Regions from separate parts of the Mus musculus genome. Here region 1 is linked to region 2. Evidence: chromatin contacts called from public promoter capture Hi-C data. All regions are on one chromosome and are shown on one strand. The core of a region is the stretch at or near the end of the contact, and the rest is flanking DNA. Distances in the headings are between cores, read along the strand shown.

Region 1 (5,058 bases), core at 993-3,492, 120 kb before region 2:
AAAATAAATATTTTTCCTTTGGAGAATTTTCCAGGGAATTATTGGAGTCGTGGTTATGCGACGTGGTGCTCTTTCCCACAGGTACACATCCATGTTAGTTACATGTGCATGCACAGTTTTGTACACATGTGTACAGGTGTGTTCTTGCTAACCTCTCGTGCTGCGGAGATAACTCTCTTAGACCAGTATCACTGTGACTAGGGACAGAGTCCAGTCAAATCTGTATCACCCTCCTGGGTGCCCCAGGAGACACTTGGAGAAGGTTCAGATCTTTGTGGAGCCCCATGGGTCAGTGTAGATTGAGTTCATGTTGTGTGCAGAGCGCTACAGATGGAATGACCCAGAGGGCAGCAGTGTGGTGTGGGGGAGGGCAGGGTTAGGTCACTGGCCTTCCTGGGAGTGGCACTCTCAGGTCATGTGTCTTCTTCTCTAGACCTTGATTTCCTCTGAAGGTTCATGAAGATGCTCGTCCTTCACTGCTTGCTTTTAGGTCCACCTTTGCTGTAGTAGTCTCCAGGCGCCCCACCACCCGTGAGCCCACATGTGGGAAGGAGGGAGGAGCTGCAGAGCTGTCAGACAGCCAGGTGGAGGGAAGAGAGGGCACCATGGGGCAGAATCCAGCAAGGCTTTTGCTTGTTCATTCATCAGGACTCTATGGGTGCAGCCAAGCTAATGGCTGCTAACCTAAAGCCTGGAGAGCTCTGGCGTGTCACCACAGGAGACACGGTGATGGCGGGATTTACTGAACCATATTCTGAGCATCCATTGAACACCTTATCTGGGAGGGTCTGGCTGGGACAAAGGAAGTTGTGGGGTTTGTTACCATGGTACTTGCAAAGGCCCAAGCTGCAGAGCACAGTTGTCTAGGACAGAATCGTTGCTGAGGCACAAGTATTCTTCCGGGGCTTTATGGTGGATCCTGCACTCTGCATGGAAGCCTGTTCTCATCATATTCTGGAAGGTCTGCTCACAACAGTGATAGAGGCTGGGAAGCATTCTTCTAGTGGCTACACTTCAGGGCAATGACACGTAGTTGCCCCTAAAGCTTTGGAGACCAGACATGCTGGGAAGACAGCATGTTTGGGTCCTGGACTCTTCTTGGCTCTGTTGCTAACACATTCTGTTGAGAATAAGCTTCACATAACAGCCAGAAAGGGTTGGGTCAGGGCCAAAAGTCACAAGATCAGTAGTTAGCAAATGATGCCTGTTTTTCAAGCCATTTCTACAAACCATCCCTCAGTTGCTCCTTACCCTGGGCTGACCTCTAACACTGACTCAACAGTGACAGGCCAGGTAGGAGCAGGAGTAGTAGGTAGTTGAGACTGTGGGACTTTCTGAGGGAAGAACTTCTGGTTCTCAGAGGAAATAGAGTGGCAGGACCATGCCTACTTATAGTATGTGAGGCCTCTGAGTATTAGCTCTTGACAAAAAGCCGAAGATACTCTCTTTAGTCATCTGTTCTTCAACTTTCCTGTCTAATTCCCCCTCTCCCCTTCCCTCTTTTCTTTCCTTCCTGTCTTAATTAGGATTTCCATTGCTATGATGAGACACCATGATCAAGGCAACTCTTATAAAGGACAACATTTCATAGGGGCTGACTTACACATTCAGAGGATCAGTCTGTTAACATCATGGCAGGAAGCATGGTAGTGTCCAGGCCCACACAGTGCTAGAGGAGAAGCAAAGGGTTCTACATCTTGATCTGAAGGCCACAAGGAGGAGACTGGCATCCTTAGGCAGCTAGGAAGAAGCTCCCTAAGCCCACCCCCACAGCGGCACACTTCCTCCAACAAGGCCACACCTCCTAATGGCGCCCCTCACTGGGCCAAGCGTATACAAACCACCACATGTCCTCTTCACTGGGATGATGTTTTATCTCTCCCTCCCTTCTTCCCTCCTTTCCATCTAGAACATCCTTGCCCATATATGCTGTTTCAGAACCTGAGTCACGTTTTAGAGTCCCTATAGGCCTGAGGCTTGTCCCACATGGACACTGGCATTAAAGCGTCCCTGCACAGAAGTAGAGGTTAAGGAGGCCTTCACAGGGTATATGCCCAAGGCCTAGCTGTGTAACTACTTATGATCCACACTCTCTGAGTTTCTAAAATAGGTGCTTTAATCCCATTTGAGCACCATAGGAGCAGTGGCCCTCCTGGCCAGCCAGCCTCCTGTCACAGGCTTCTGCTGCCGCCTGAGAAAGCCCAGAGGGCTAAAGCTTGCTCAGCTGTTGCCAGAAAAACCCTGGGGTTTGTTTGTTTCCTATTCCCCAGATCCAGGCGCCAGCCACAGGGATAGACTGAGTGTGGCCTGTCAGGAAATCCAATGTACTAAACTTTGACTGTGTGTGAGACTGGAGTTCAGCATGGGATGTTTGGGTGGGGCTGTGGAATTCCCACTCCTGAAGCCCCCCCAAGCCCAGGGAAAAGTCCCTTGCATTCAGTTCAGGCTGTGTCTACCCTGTTCCCCTCCCACACAAAGATTCTCCTTTTTGGATTCTCTTCTCCTTCTGGCTCTTTTCCTGATAGCTAGCTACCTTGGGCATGGACATGATCACTGCATGGTGTGTCACCCCTCTTTGAATACATGGCACAGTGATGTAGGACAACAGAAGTGGAGAGAGGGTACTGAAGGCCAGATTCATGGCAGTCTGCCATATTTAATAGAATTATTTGCTTTGAGCTGTGTGTTCTCAGCTGGGTCAATGCACCTTTGGAAAGAGATTTTGCTCCAATTTTTCTCCCAAGCCTGTGTGTTCAGCACTTGCCCGGGGGGTGGGGGTGGGGGGCAGTCAGTATATAGCAGACAGAAGGTGAAGGTTTGAGCTGCAGACGTCCAGAAGAGATCACATCAAGTAGACACCCGAGCATGGAGCTAATGTCCCTCCAGCATGGGCTTTGTCTCTGACTCTGTTCTCCACCAACAGATGAAAGATGGAAGGACTCACCCACAGCAGGTTAGGGCCTGTGTGACCCTCAAAGTGCAAATTGGCAATGCGGCATCAGCTACTTGGGATTGTTTCTCAAAGGTCAAGAGACAAACCCTACTCTTCACGGTGCCCAGAAGGGTGCTGCTGGCATGACCTGGTTTTCTTCTCTTCCTCTCTCCTTTTCTCCTCCTCCTGTCCTTCTTCCGGTCCACATTTGCTTCCTGTGATTTGCCGAGCCTTATGGGTGAGTTCCACAGGATGAATAGACAGGTAGGGGTAGGTTGAGTCCCTACCTTTAATTGTATTAGCTTCAAGAAGTCAGGGCCCCATTTTCCTTCCAGGCATGTGGGTGGCTGTAACTTGCCATAGTTTCTAGGAATATCCATCCTGTGGCAATGTATTCCCATTTGAAAGAAACATGTTTAAAGTAGGGCATAGGGTGTTAAGGAGGAGTTAGGTGCCTGTCTCTGAGATTAGGAAAGAATTTCCCATTTCCTACAAACAGCAACTTTGAGAATTCCTACATATATACTGTTAACTTTTGCTTCCAATGTTCATAGCCTGCAGCTTCAAAGGAGTTAGGATATCTATGACTCTAAGTCTGGCCTCATCTATGCCTAGAGAAAGCATCAGATTTCTAAGTCTTCTCTTTCGTGTGTGTCCTCAACTTCTCCCTAGTTCCTCTGTCCCTTGCCTTCCCTGCCCCCTGCCCCTCTGCCCCAACCTCAGGATAATCCATCATCGGTATCCCACTGGGTGTTTACAGAGCACTCCACAGCCATTGTTGGACATTTTCTCTCTTGTTTGCAAAATGCTTTGCAGCTATTATTACAAGACTATCCTCTCAGAGTCTATCTCATCTCAGAGGGAGATGCTGACCCACTCTCTAGGGTCAATTCCCACTGCCCCGCCCCCCAGTGGGAGGACCAAACCTGTACTGGGGAGGGGTGGGAGTGTTAGGCAGGCTGTCACAGGCTGGAGCCACGGCTGAGCCCTCAACTTGCCCTCTGGGAAGGTACACCCTGCACTTTATGGGGTAAAGAGTAAGAAGTACTGACTTGTGGATCGTAGCTGGGGCACCCATTCTCCCCCAGAGTAAGTACTAAGTAGCAGAGATGGGCTGCATTCTTCCAGTTCCTCAGCTCAGAGGGAAGGGGGATTTATTTCTGTGTCCTACATAAGAGCATAAAAAGCTCCCCCAACCCAGGTGGTGCTTGCTTGGGAATCATATTTCTTCTCTTTCAAAATGAGAATTTTAAAAAGAAGTTATGATGTCATAGAGCAGCGCTTTCCTGAAAAGAGAAGCCCCCACAATTAGTCCCAGCAAAGCTGCTTTCTGGCCGCCTCTGTTGCCACCATGCTGCAGGGCACCTTGCATGTTCTGTTTCTCATTTTGCAAGTCAGAGTCAGCATCTTGCACCTCCATTACATCGCCTTTGTATTAATCACTTGAGGTTTCCCTATAGGGGCTGGAGAGACATCACAGTGAGTAAGAGCACTTTGTTGCTCTTGCAGAGTAACAGGGTTCGGTTCCCAGAATCCACACGGTAGCTCCCAACCATCAGTAACTCTAGTTCCAGGGGGTTTGATGCCTTTTCATCTTTGCAGGTACTAGGCACACACATGGTACATATACATTCATGTAGGCAAAGTGCTTATACACACAAAACAAGTCTTTTTTAAAAAATAAAATACCCATGTAACATTTCACCGAAGTGGTTGGGTAGTAAGATTTTGTGGTGGACTCCATACACAGGCATGCCTGGCTAGACGTCTTGAGGAAACATGGTCTTTGCTTCCTGCCCTGCCCCCTCCTTTGGCTGCTGAGTGGCACTAACAGGTCTATCTGGGTGGGACTTCCACAATTCCTATCCTAGGCCAACGGTATCTGCCACGAAGTCCACAGCCAGTTGACAGTTCTGAAAATGGAATGAGTCATCTTGTCGCTCACTATTGATTCTCAGGGCCAGTCTGTTAACCCCGACCACTAGCATTCTGAGACCTAGGCACCCTCTTAGCTCCTGTGGCATCTGTCAGCTTGTTTAAATCACAGATGTTTGCTAAATGTGTCTGGGTGATGAATGCATATTCATCAATGTCCAATGACTTCACCTGGGTAGGAAAACCACTGT
Region 2 (4,654 bases), core at 582-3,081:
ACACCAGCTGTGATGTTTGTCTTGTTGCCTCTGGCCCGTGACACAGCAGAGGATGATCTCTATCGGGTGAACGCCACTTGTCACAGTCACTTGGGTGTGCCTCGAGGAAGGCAGCCTGGGGCAGGGGGATCAGAGCCACCATTCTTAGTCAGGCATGTGGGATCCACTCTGTTTTTATTCTGTTCATGTCATGTGATATAAAAATATTGAATTATGTGTGTATGTTTGTGTGTGTGTATGCATGTGTGTGTATGCATGTATGTGTGTATGGTATATGTAGCATGTAGTATGTATGTGTGAGTGTGTATGCACATGCCATGTTACACATGTGTAGCTTAGAGAACAATTTTTGGAAATTGGTTTTCTCCTTCCACTATGTGGGTCCCAGGAATTAAGCTCAGACCCTTCTTTAGGCTTGGCAGCAAGTGCCTTTACCCACTGAACTATCTCTCTAGCCTCTACGTAAAATTTTAAACCTAATCCTTCTGAACTCTCCCATGTGGGTTGAGTCTGATTGATTCTGGAGAATGTTATAGCACTCATGTTATTGGGACCCAGTTTTTGGATTTTTGAAAACTATCTAGAGTGGGTGCACCAAGTCTCCACATGAGAAGTGGGTTTGAACGCCATAATTCACTCATTTGCCTTTCTCGCAGTCACTTAGCCAATAGCTGCTTAGTGCTGTTGTGAGCCAGCTATTGGAAGGGTCTCAGAAAGCCCTTGGAAAGCAATGAAACAGCATCCAGCCAGGCCATGGACCACAAGTGAGGCTGAGAAAGAGCTGAGGTCTGGGTGTTCCTGGGATAGCACAGCTAGAACACCTTAGCTGTACATCTTTGGTCTTTGGCCTGGATGGGTGCTTTTGTTGTTGTTTGTTTTGTTTTGTTTTGTTTTGTTTTGTTTTGTTTGAGACAGGGTCTTTCTATGTCGTCCTAGCTCTCCTGAAACTCACTGTATAAACCTCCCTGGTGCTGGGGTTAAAGGCATGGGAAGATGAGGCTATTCATGACTTGAGTACATCTGGACCTCTTTGGCCTTAGCAAGAAAATACCTTCCCTGGGGACATCCCCCAATGGTTGATTCAGGATTGTCTGGGTCCCAGGGTATTTTCATTTAGACAGTCACTTTACGGGAATTTAAAAAAAAAAAATCTTTAAAGGCTTTAAATGGGAGCTGGCAGGATGGCTCAGTAGGTAGACGTATTTGCCATCAAGCTTGATAACCTGAGTTTTGATTCCCCTGGCACCCAGCCACCCCTGCCTAATAATACATACATACACATATACAATAAAGATCTCAGTTAGCTTTATCATTTCATCCTAGCACTGAGCAACATGTCACTGACTGTTTGTTACAGGAAGCCAGGCAGAGGAGGTCAGTTTCAAAAAAAAAGGACTTGAAGAAGCCAGGGACAAAACACAATGTGGCTTTCCTCGCACAACTGGGTCCAGAGATTGAACAATGCGTGAGCTGTTTGGTTGGCAAGCGTGACTCCAGGTGACTACCTTCCTGGTTTAATGATTAAGGCAGTGGGAAGTGACTACACTGAACTGGTAGAGAGAACCGCCCTTCGTTTTTCTCCTAGTTTGGAGCTGGTGTTGTTTCTTAGTTTGGAGTTGTGGAACTTCATCATGGATGACTCTGTTTAGGTTGTTAGTACAGAAGATAAGCCCCAAACTGTAGACGCTTTCTGGCTTATTTAGCTCAAGGTGCCACTTTCTTCCTTTTGTGTCCCTTCCTTTTGTCTTTCTGTTCTTCTTTCCTTCTCCTTTGACAGTGTCTCCTCTAGCTCCGGCTGGTCTTGATTTAGAGCAGAGGAGGACCTTGAACTTTGATCCTGGTGGCTCTACCTTCCAAGTGCTGCCATTACAGACATGTGAAGCCACACCTGGTTATGCAGTGCAAGGGATCGAATCCAGGGTCTCATGCAGACTAGGTAAGCCTGCTACCAACACCCCCAGTGTCTGCTTTAGGAGACAGGTCTCCTGTAGAACAGGATATGCACTTACATGGTACTACATACATGTGAAGATCAGAGGACAACCTTGTGGACTTGATTCTCTTTACTCTTGACTTTACTGGCATTTAGGGATTGAACTCAAGTTGCCAGATTTGCATGGCAAACTCCTTTATCTGCTGGGACATTTCTTATAGACGCCAGGACCATACTGCCCACAATGGGCAAATGTTCTACAGGTTTGCCTGCAGACCCGTCTTTTTTTTTTTTTTTTTTTTTTTTTTTTGACAACATTTAATTGGGGCTAGCTTACAGGTTCAGAGGTTCAGTCCATTACCATCGAGGGGGGGATATGGCAGCATCCAGGCAGGCATGGCGCAGGAGGAGCTGAGAGTTCTATGTCTTCATCCGAAGGCTGCTAGCAGAACACTGCCTTCCAGGCAGCTAGGATGAGTCTATTAAAGTCCACGCCCACAGTGACACACTTACTCTAACAGGGCCATACCTTCTAATATTGCTACTCCCTGGACCAAGCCTATAAAACCCATCACAGATGTCTAGATGTGGCTCTGTCCCTCTCCCCACTATTTAATAATTGCATTAATATTTCTTTCATATGTATGTATTTTAGAAGCTTCTACTATATCAGTTTTCCATAAAAGCCCACAAATGGCCCTTAGTTTTAGGTGCTCCTCCCAGTGTCCCAGACGACTAAAGATACTGAACATTTCTTTAGTATTTCCCAGCCATTTTTGTTTCAACTTTTTTTTTCCGAGTTACAAGCTTTATTGACAAGCTATAAACACCACAAGTAGAACCCTCCCACTCAGCTAGACAGTCGCCACAGCCGTCTCGGCGGCCACACCCTTCCACGTCCCTTTTACATCTGCAAAACCCGCTTTTGTCAGTGTATACGCTATACTCTGTGCTTATCTGCAAACCCAAATCTTCCCACCCCTACTGTCCCCGTGTCTCGTTTTAAGACCTGCTCGTTTATTTGAGGTAATTGTAATCTTGTCCCTTATCTGTCCCAGCAACCAAACTCTGCTCCTTCCAAGTCAGCACCAAAGGATCAGGTCACGTCCAGATGGATGACAAGGATGGGATTTATAGCCGCAGATGCGTTTGCAGAAGACACGCAGAGGGTGGAAAGAGGTACTGGCGTGAGTGAAGTTTCCTGCAGAGATCCCAGCCGGACCCGCCGCAGCTGACAGCAAGCGCAGCGGCTCTTGTTTCAACTTTTGAGAATTACCAATTTAGATCTCTACCTCATTTTTTTTTTTGAAGAACATGATTTTAATATTTTCAACTGTTAATATTCAAAAAACAGAATAATTATTTTAAGATATATTTCATTGTTATGTTTCCCTTTTCATTTCTGATTTTATTAATTTGGATAGTGTCTCTGTGCCCTCTGGTTAGTCTGGCTAAGGGTTTATCTATCTTGTTGATTTTCTCAAAGAACCAGCTCCTGGCTTTATTGATTCTGTGTATAGTTCTTTTTGTTTCCACTTGGTTGATTTCAGCCCTGACTTTGATTATTTCCTGCAGTCTACTCCTCTTGGCTGTATTTGCTTCTTTTTGTTCTAGAGCTTTCAGGTGTGCTATCAAGCTGCTAGTGTAAGCTCTCTTCAGTTTCTTTTTGGAGGCACTCAGAGCTATGAGTTTTCCTCTTAGAAATGCTTTCATCGTGTCCCATAAGTTTTGGTATGATGTGTCTTCATTTTCATTAAATTCTAAAATTTCTTTCTTTCTTGATCCAGTTATCATTGAGGAGACCGTTGTTCAGCTTCCATGTGTGTGTGGCCTCTGCCTCCCGAGTGCTGGGATAAAAGGTGTGTGCCACCACGCCCAGTGTTTTCCAACCTTTTACTCTGAGGTAGTGTCTGTCTTTGTCACTGAGGTATGTATCCTGTATGCTGCAAAATGCTGGGCCCTGTTTATGTATCCAGTCTGTTAGTCTATGTCTTTTGGGGGAAATTGAGTTCATTGATGTTAAGAGATATTAAGGAAAATAATTGTTACTTCCTATTATTTTTGTTGTTAGAGGTGGAATTATGCTTGTGTGGCTATCTTACTTTTTGTTCAAAGATTGCTTTCTTGCTTTTTCTAGAGTATAGTTTCCCTCCTTGTGTTGGTATTTTCCCTCTATTATCCTTCGTAATTCTGGATTTGTGGAAAGATATAGTGTACATTTGGTTTTGTCATGGAATATCTTGTTTTCTCCATCTATGGTAATTGAGAGTTTTGCTGGGTATAGTAGCCTGGGCTAGCATTTGTGTTCTCTTACGGTCTATATGACATCTGCCCAGGATCTTCTAGCTTTCATAGTCTCTGGTAAGAAGTCTGGTCAAATTCTGATAGGTCTACTTTTATATGTTACTTGACCCTTTTCCCTTACTGCTTTTAATATTCTTTCTTTGTTTAGTAAATTTGGTGTTTTGATTATTATGTGACAGGAGAAATTTCTTTTCTGGTCCAGTCTATTTGGAGTTCTGTAGGTTTCTTTTATGTTTGTGGGCATCTCTTTCTTTAGGTTAGGGAAGCTTTCTTCTATAATTTTGTTGAAGATATTTACTGGTCCTTTAAGTTGGGAATCTTTGCTCACTTCTATACCTATTATCTTTAGGTTTCATCTTATCATTGCATCCTGGATTCCCTGGATGTTTTGGGTTAGGAGCTTTTTGCTTTTTGCAT

The links. Capture Hi-C pulls out chosen DNA fragments and counts their contacts.
Region 1: a promoter capture Hi-C map of liver shows a contact between it and region 2. The contact joins two enhancer-like sites. A contact is called at or near these places in 2 of 39 promoter capture datasets (cranial neural crest and embryonic stem cells), 3 of 484 Hi-C or Micro-C datasets (double positive thymocytes, embryonic fibroblasts and retina), 1 of 115 datasets of contacts at active chromatin or transcription factors (embryonic stem cells) and 3 of 9 other capture datasets (adipose tissue, liver and pancreatic islet).

What each region holds. Positions count from the first base shown.
Region 1 is chr14:63,207,660-63,212,717 of GRCm38.p6, reverse strand. All of the region lies in intron 2 of Gata4 (GATA binding protein 4), which reads left to right. Among named protein-coding and RNA genes, the nearest start is that of Neil2, 17 kb to the right of the region's middle. Within about 2 kb of position 2,242, at least 8 of the 459 cell types and tissues checked have an H3K27ac peak or open chromatin away from gene starts, as enhancers often do. A contact at or near this core is called in liver, where this site is marked.
Region 2 is chr14:63,090,663-63,095,316 of GRCm38.p6, reverse strand. Gm36025 (a long non-coding RNA gene) reads left to right here. Exons shown (of 3, transcript XR_874691.2): 2 at 1,358-1,936; 3 at 2,992-3,258. Among named protein-coding and RNA genes, the nearest start is that of Gm23629, 6.5 kb to the left of the region's middle. Within about 2 kb of position 1,831, at least 19 of the 459 cell types and tissues checked have an H3K27ac peak or open chromatin away from gene starts, as enhancers often do. A contact at or near this core is called in liver, where this site is marked.